2 separate regions of the Mus musculus genome follow, and region 1 is linked to region 2. Evidence: chromatin contacts called from public promoter capture Hi-C data. All regions are on one chromosome and are shown on one strand. The core of a region is the stretch at or near the end of the contact, and the rest is flanking DNA. Distances in the headings are between cores, read along the strand shown. Region 1 holds the start of Ttc39b (tetratricopeptide repeat domain 39B). Region 2 holds the start of Zdhhc21 (zinc finger, DHHC domain containing 21).

Region 1 (3,664 bases), core at 79-2,578, 460 kb after region 2:
TCTGAGTGCTGAGATTACAGACCAGGCTCAGGATTGTTCTTTCATTTTCAATACAAATAGATTAAATGGTTATGGACAGGGAAGCAGCTGGAGACAAGCCTGGGATAAGCTATTGAGACTGTACAACAGCCTCCATCATGCCAAGACTGTGGCTATTTAATGTATACACAAGAGGGAACGTTAGAAACTCTTGAGGAAGTAGTAGATGGTCAAAGTACCGTAGTAGTGTGTTACCTGGATTACGAATGTAAAATTTAAAAGCGCAGGCAACAGGCCATGCCAAAAGACTGCCTAAAGCTATAAATAAAAGTTGTCACAGAAGAAAATAGTAACAAATATTCTATCTCATTGTTTGCCTTGTGTGTCCTTAGAAGGTCCAGCAACACATCCATGCCCCCTGGGCAAGCGCTAATTCCCTGGTGTGTGGTCTTGGGCCCACACCGCAAGGCTGGTCCTCAGAAAGCTCTGGTTCGCCGCCTTAACTGTCTGTAGCATAAAGATTGATCCTTGGGGTTTTGATCGGTTCTTAATGTCAACATTTAAAGCACAGTATTTACTCGTTACCAGGATCTTCTGGCAGTAAAGACCGAATCCTAACTCACTCGCCTCCTCCACATCACCCATCTATTGCATCATTGGAAATCAAGGCTTTCTCAGGCCGCGACTTGTAAAATTCAAGTCAGGTAAAATGGCAGCAGAGGCGGCGGCAGGAGCCTGACCCTCAACTTGAGAGCAGAGCGCGCGCTCCCAGCAGCAGCTGAAGGAAGCGCTGAAATCAACAGGTCGGGCGCCCCCGCCCGGGAGCGTTCAGACCCCGGCGCCGCGCGAGGACCCGGTAGGTCACTTCGGTAGCCTAGAGAGGCGAGGCCGCCGGCGATTCTGGACAAGGGACCTTTCCCGGCCGCGGGGCTCAGGCTCCGGCCCTCGGTCCCGGGGTGACTAGACAGCCGTACCCCACCCGCCCGGCGGACACCTCGCGGAACTTCCACAGAAAGCGACACAGAAGTCGAGTCCAGAACGGTTCCGCAAAAGCCCATAGGGTCCAAGGAGGCTCAGGCTGGCCCGGGCTGCTCTGCCTGGCCCCGTGGGACGCTCCTCGGCGTGAAGGACAGCCCTGCCCACCCTCCGTGCCAGCGGAGGCTCCGCATCCCTCCCACGCCCGCCGGTGCCCGCCGGTGCCCGGACCAGCCCGCTCTGCCTGTCCTCGCACCTCGTCCGCGTCCAATTCCACTCGGCTGCCCACGAGCGCCATGTTCCCCTCCGCGGCGGCCGCACACCCACAGGGAACTCAGAACCGACTCTTTTCTGGCTCTGGGTTCAGCCCAGCACGGGTGGAGGAGGAACCAGGCGGCCCCGAGCGACCGGACCGAGCTGTCCCCGCCCCCGGCGCCGCGGTATCCACTGCGCACCCAGTACCCCAGCGGATGCCAGGCTAATGCCCCGCCCCCTCGCCGGATAGCCCCGCCCCGGCACGCGGCCTCCTTAGAGAGCAGCCAACCAGGTTCCGTGGGGAGGAGTCACCCACAGAGTCAGCGGGTGCTCGGGAAAAGGACCTCTGGGGTACTGGCCTCCCTAGAGGATTGGCAGGAGCCTGGCGCCGTGACTGGAGCGCGCAGAGCTGACAACCCAAGGTCGTGGCTGCGCTCCCTCTGTGGCTAGTGGTCCACCTGGTCCTTGGTCTGGAACCAGAGCGTTTACTTCGCCCAGAGGACAGAGCATCTGACAGATGCAGCTAGAGGACAGCTATGGGTCACTGGTCACCTAGAGGCATCTGACACATCACATGCCCAAGTCGCTGTGTCAAGAACATCCTCTCCAAGAGATAGGAGCTCTGTTTTGCCTCTGTGTTTGCGAAGTAACGGCTTCGGTGTAACTCAGAGCCCTGTACATCTCCCAGCACGGTCCAGGTTTTTATTGCTACACCATCTCTCACTCAGCCTTCTGTAAATCCAAATAGACATAATTTGTGCTTCAATTATCCATGAGGATAAGGATGCTGTCTTTTTCTATGCTATATCCCTAGAACCTAGAACAATGTTTTTTGACTGTATTTAGAAATTGATTCCTGTTTCTGACTTGCAAAATAACTGAGCTATCCAACTGGGAAAAAAAAAGTTAAAACTATAAATATTTAGGGTTGAGAGTCAGTTTTATTTTAAACTCCCCTAACGGTGTAATTTGGTAACAAATGTTACAAGACACCCCACTCATATAGAGCATCCCAAAAATGTCCTATCCCTGTTCTGTGGTGTCCCCAGACACCAAACTTCTATCGTTGCTATCACCCCATCTCTCCCCACTTTGTTGTATGCAGTCATTTACATACTCAGTATCTATCTGATTTATGAAATACGGCTTATCGGTCTGTAAACATAAAAACAGGAAACTAATTGTAATTGAGAACTAATCGTGTACTAGGACTATGCTGGGGCCCTTGTATGTTTTGTCTCACTTATTCTCATAGGAAGAGGGACACTGTTTAGTAAGAGTTTAAGTCACTTTCCTAGGGTCAGGCTGCTAAGTAAAACAGTGATGCCAGAATCAGAAACGCAGTCTGGCGGCAGCACCTGGCTAATAGCCGGTCTCTCTGTGACTACAGCCAACCTTCTTTTCTCCCTGTGGATTTCAGGAGACTAGCTGAGAGGAGGCCTATTAACACACATTTCCCAGGAGTCACCATGGCATCCTTGATACCAGCTTCATGATGTTATTGTCTCCAAGTGTCTTTGACACAGCAGCAGTTAAGACCAATGAAGGTAAAAACTCCTCCTGGTCAAGAGAATACTAGATATTAATCTGGTTGGAGAATTGACATTTTTGTAAGGCATGTCAATCATCTGGCTAAGACACTGCCCCTTAGAAGGCGGGTTCTTCTGTAGCCACGTTAAAAAGGTAAGTGGAATGCTTCTTTCTTTAATGAGATAATGCACTGTACATACACACAGTCTCTTACAGAGCAGCCGGCATGCAGTTTCCTGAGTCTGCCCGCTTTTCCGAGTTACTCAGAAAAGCTAAACTTTTCCTTTTCTTCTCTTTTCTAAGCCTATGGTCTCTAAGCATAGCTCCTCCCCATCGTGGGTCTCACCTCCATGATGAGTTGGTTTTTGGTTTTTGTTCGTTTTGGGTTTTTTTTTTTCCTTCTCCTTTTGCCTCCTCTGAGAAGAACCTGAGATTTTCAGTTCACCTGCCTTGGAGTTTTATTTCTTCTAAACTCTCAGAAAATTGTCCTCTAGCTTCCAATTGAGTCCACTCTTAAATTATTTTATCGATGAAACTAAGAACCCCCAAGAGGAGACCTTGATTTTCTCAGTATTGGTTAGCTACTATGAAGGGATGCCCAAAAATTCTAGTAACACCTTTGTAACCATTTTGTAACCAGACTGGGAGGGAGGGTGATTGTCTACAAAGACAAATAAACAAGCATGTGTGCCCCTCTAATTGTCTCTCAGACTATCAAAACAAAGGATCTCAAAAACTCAGAACTCCCTTCAGGATTCTCATCCTGGAAGGAGAGAGAGCCTGAGGCAGGAGTTCTCATTCTGTGGTAGAATGACCTTTTCACAGAGGTTGCCCAGACCATCAGAAAATACGGATATTTACATTACAATTCATAACAGTAGCAAAATTACAGTTATAAAGTAGCAACAAAAATAATTTTATGGTT
Region 2 (3,561 bases), core at 804-3,303:
TATATGGCGATAGATCGGGGAGATCATGGGAGACCTCTACTTTTTGCTCATTCTATATTATGTCAAACATCTTTAATTTCAGTAATAGTATATAATAAATGCATACCCTGACTGTTCTACTAGAATGATCTTTAATTTCTACATTTGAAAAGTTGAATCTAAACCCTAATACTTTTGCTAAATAATATAATAAAGTCTACATTCCTTTGCTTCCCCAGTTATGCCTGATAAATTTATATTGCTGCAACACACAACATCCTATGCTGAGCCGTTTCCATAGGTTCCAAGTGGACATTTCCCAGAGTTCTTAGTCTCTCTACTACTACATGTGCTTTCCCAATAGAATTCTGAATTACCCATTATGAATTAGAGAAGTCAGGCAGTGGGCACATAAGTGAAAAGGTTATGACCAACTGATTTCTTTTTGTCTGGATCCTAATGGACGTACCGATACGTAGGTACTTAGGTATTTAAATTTTCGTAAGTAAACAAAGCTTGCTTAGACATCAATTTCTCTTAAACATGTACACTGTGTTTATTCTAGCTACAGCTCCTTAAGTATTAACAGAGCTCTCCATAGTTTGAAGACATCTAATATAATTCTGCTGTTTTACAGTCAAATTGAATTCTGGAGGTCTTTCTTTTGTTTTTTTTTTTTTGTTTTGTTTTTTTTTTTTTTTTTTTTTTTTTTGGTCATGAGGTAAATGTTCACCGTGGATCCTCCTCACCATGTCAAAAGGGTGTTAAGTTAAAAGCAGACATTTCCCAGACAGACATGAGAAAGCTTGAAAGATCACCGCTTAGAAAAACGTAGCCTGGCTACCTAGTTGTATAGATGAGAAAATAACACTGGATCCCTGGCCTACCCATGACCCCATAGCTGGATAGTACAGAAACCAAAAGCGAATCTGGCTTTTCTGTCTTCAACTCCAAACTGTATCTGGTTTTTTTTTTTTCCCCCAAATGATTTCATACCACTTCTCCTCTTCAAAAGCCTTACTACTGAGAGGGCACAACTAAGGTGGCAACAGGGTACCCTCTGAACTTTATCCGTGGATCTCAAGCTCTGGAAGAACTTAATGAGATACTGCACCAAACCCTTTCATCTAGGAATGGCACACACTAAGCAGTCATCAAATGGTAACGGCTATCATTATCTTTTACCACAAAGTAGGGAGTGAATTTGGGGTCGGGGGGGGGAGGGTGAGGGGTATGCATATTAGCAGTGGGTGGAGGACCCATTGGACAAGTCTTTTAAACTTACACTTAATTACCCTTATTTGCCCTTATTTTGGGCTGAAACTTTACACTGATTTATGACCCACCCACAATGACCTTGATTTTTACCCAGCCCCTCCTGTACTTTTATGAACTGCTATATTGCAGTATTTTCAAGTAATGACCGGCCAGGTCCTCTTAGCCCTGGAGATACAAACATCTTCCACTGACTCATACGGTATCTTAAAATGTGACCCAAATACATCTCGAGAAAAGACCATAAATTTTAAACGACCAGCGCAGGTTACGTTCAGCGAGTGATTACAGGGAATGGTAACAAGTGCAAAGTGCTGCCATGCGGAAAGCCATTTTCTCAAAACAGCCGGTGCGGCCGGCCGAGGGAGAGGAGGGAGAAGGTCAATGGAGGTGCACGGTTTTCTCCCAGAGGGTCCTCTGCAGCTCCGCACCAGCGACCTCGAAATGAATGAAACGCTCGGTCACGCCGACAGCCCGGGCCCCGGGGGTGCAGGGACGCCAGAGTCCCGGGGAGAACTCGGCGGATTTCTCTCCCCACCCCAGCCCATTCAGGGCCGCGGTCTCCGGGAGGGATGCTGCATGGCAGGTGCGGGACCGCCCGCCGGCCCACACTCACCGCCGCCCGCTCCGCCGCTTTCCACTCGGCTCCGCGCCTCCGCCGCCCAGGCCGGGCCGCAGTCCCCTTCCGCTTCCGGGAGCCGAGGCGCCGGGACCGGCCGAGTGGGTGTCGGCATGCCCGCGCGCCCGCGCGGAGGCACGGCCGCCGTCGCCCTCTCCGCTTCGCGCCCCGGAGCTGCGATGGGAGCCGCCGAGGGCCGAAAGACCTGAAAGCGCTCGCAGCCCAGCGCTGCGCCCGGCCTACCTTCGTCTAACCTACCTGTGCCTCCCCGCCCTGCATCCCGGCCCTGCCCAGGCGGCCGCACACGCGTGTCCCCACACCCTCCCTGCCTAGGACCAGCCTCAGCCTTAAGCAGTGCTCGCTTCCTCCTTCTGTCGGGGAACAGGCCTCTCTCCCCAGTGACAGCTATGGATTTTCCAATGTTACCTTGCTTCAAAATTTAGTCTGCAACATTGACATCTTCTGGGATTCTGGAGAGAATGCAGTCTCAGGCCTGCTCATTCCGTACCTGAATTTTAATTCAGGATCTGGAGGTGACACCTATCAGTGCACCCCAAAGCAGCAGTGTTCATCTTTAGGGCCTTCAGACCCTCTTTTGGGATACCCCAGCCATTGGAGGTTTTTCCAATTCTTGTTGGCAACCTAAATCCGCATTCAAATCATTTTTAAATGCATTTCAGATAATCTCTATAAATTGTCAGCGCTCCAATCAGTGACACCTAGGAAAAAAAATTAATGAACGCAACAGCTCAAATAACCCATCTCCCAATCTAAGCTGTTATCCTCACAAACGCCTGAGATACAATAATATAATATAAATATAATAATATAATATAATATGTTATATTATATATAATATAATAATATAGCTTTTTGCACGTCACTCCTAAATAGTGCCGTGGAAAAGTTTATACTGTATGGAGATAGCTGGTTATGCCTACATGTCCCAGAAGAAGATCATGTGTGGATGGGAGAGGAATTCCCTGCTGTAGGAAGTCTGTACTTCTTGTTGAATGGTATTGAGAGCCTTCCAGAACAAACTGTTCCCGGTGGTACCTGTTACTCAGGTCCTGGGACGACAGCTGTACTAACTCTAAAGTTACCTTCAACTAGCTTGTTCCATTTCCTGACAAATCCCCTTAATTTCATTCCCCTTAAAAAAAAAAAATCTTCTACTTCCCCACTGATAGGGGCAGGATAGGAAGACAAAGAAAACAAGGGAGTGTGGGAAAGGGGGAGGCCTCTCACGCGGAGACCTAGCTTTCCTCCTGGCTGTGTGTCAAGAAACATCAACACAACCACTAAAGCCAAGGCTGTCTCCAAGATAGTGCTCATTCTTCCCTCTACATCTCAAACAACAGTGTCACAGTCACTGTGGCAGCTACTCAGGGCCAGGGTGATTGCAGCCTTGACTTTAACCCTGTTAGCAGTACTCTCTCAACTCTAAATCTAAACAGAAGCCTCATAAAACCACCTGACAATCTTCTTTACAAAAGGGGCGTTCTTTAAGATAAGAGAAATAAGTAAATCATGACTTTCCTTTATTTTTAAACTGTTCTTAGTTCTTAAGCTTTGTAAATTACATCTTTTGAGCAAGTTAACTTAGCTGCAGAATTATATGTGTATGTATACATATATACATATACACATATATGCACATATATGTATATATTGCATATGTGATATAT

What was found. Capture Hi-C pulls out chosen DNA fragments and counts their contacts.
Region 1: a promoter capture Hi-C map of adipose tissue shows a contact between it and region 2. The contact joins the promoter of Ttc39b here to the promoter of Zdhhc21 in region 2. A contact is called at or near these places in 2 of 39 promoter capture datasets (liver and neural stem cells), 2 of 484 Hi-C or Micro-C datasets (Th1 cells and group 2 innate lymphoid cells) and 2 of 9 other capture datasets (adipose tissue and pancreatic islet).

What each region holds. Positions count from the first base shown.
Region 1 is chr4:83,322,861-83,326,524 of GRCm38.p6, forward strand. Ttc39b (tetratricopeptide repeat domain 39B) reads right to left here and starts at 1,329. Exons shown (of 20, transcript NM_027238.2): 1 at 1,211-1,329. The coding sequence starts at 1,252. It overlaps Gm42306 (a long non-coding RNA gene), which reads left to right. Exons shown (of 3, transcript XR_881382.3): 1 at 1-1,907; 2 at 2,630-2,892.
Region 2 is chr4:82,857,620-82,861,180 of GRCm38.p6, forward strand. It overlaps Zdhhc21 (zinc finger, DHHC domain containing 21), which reads right to left and starts at 2,054. Exons shown (of 9, transcript NM_026647.4): 1 at 1,871-2,054.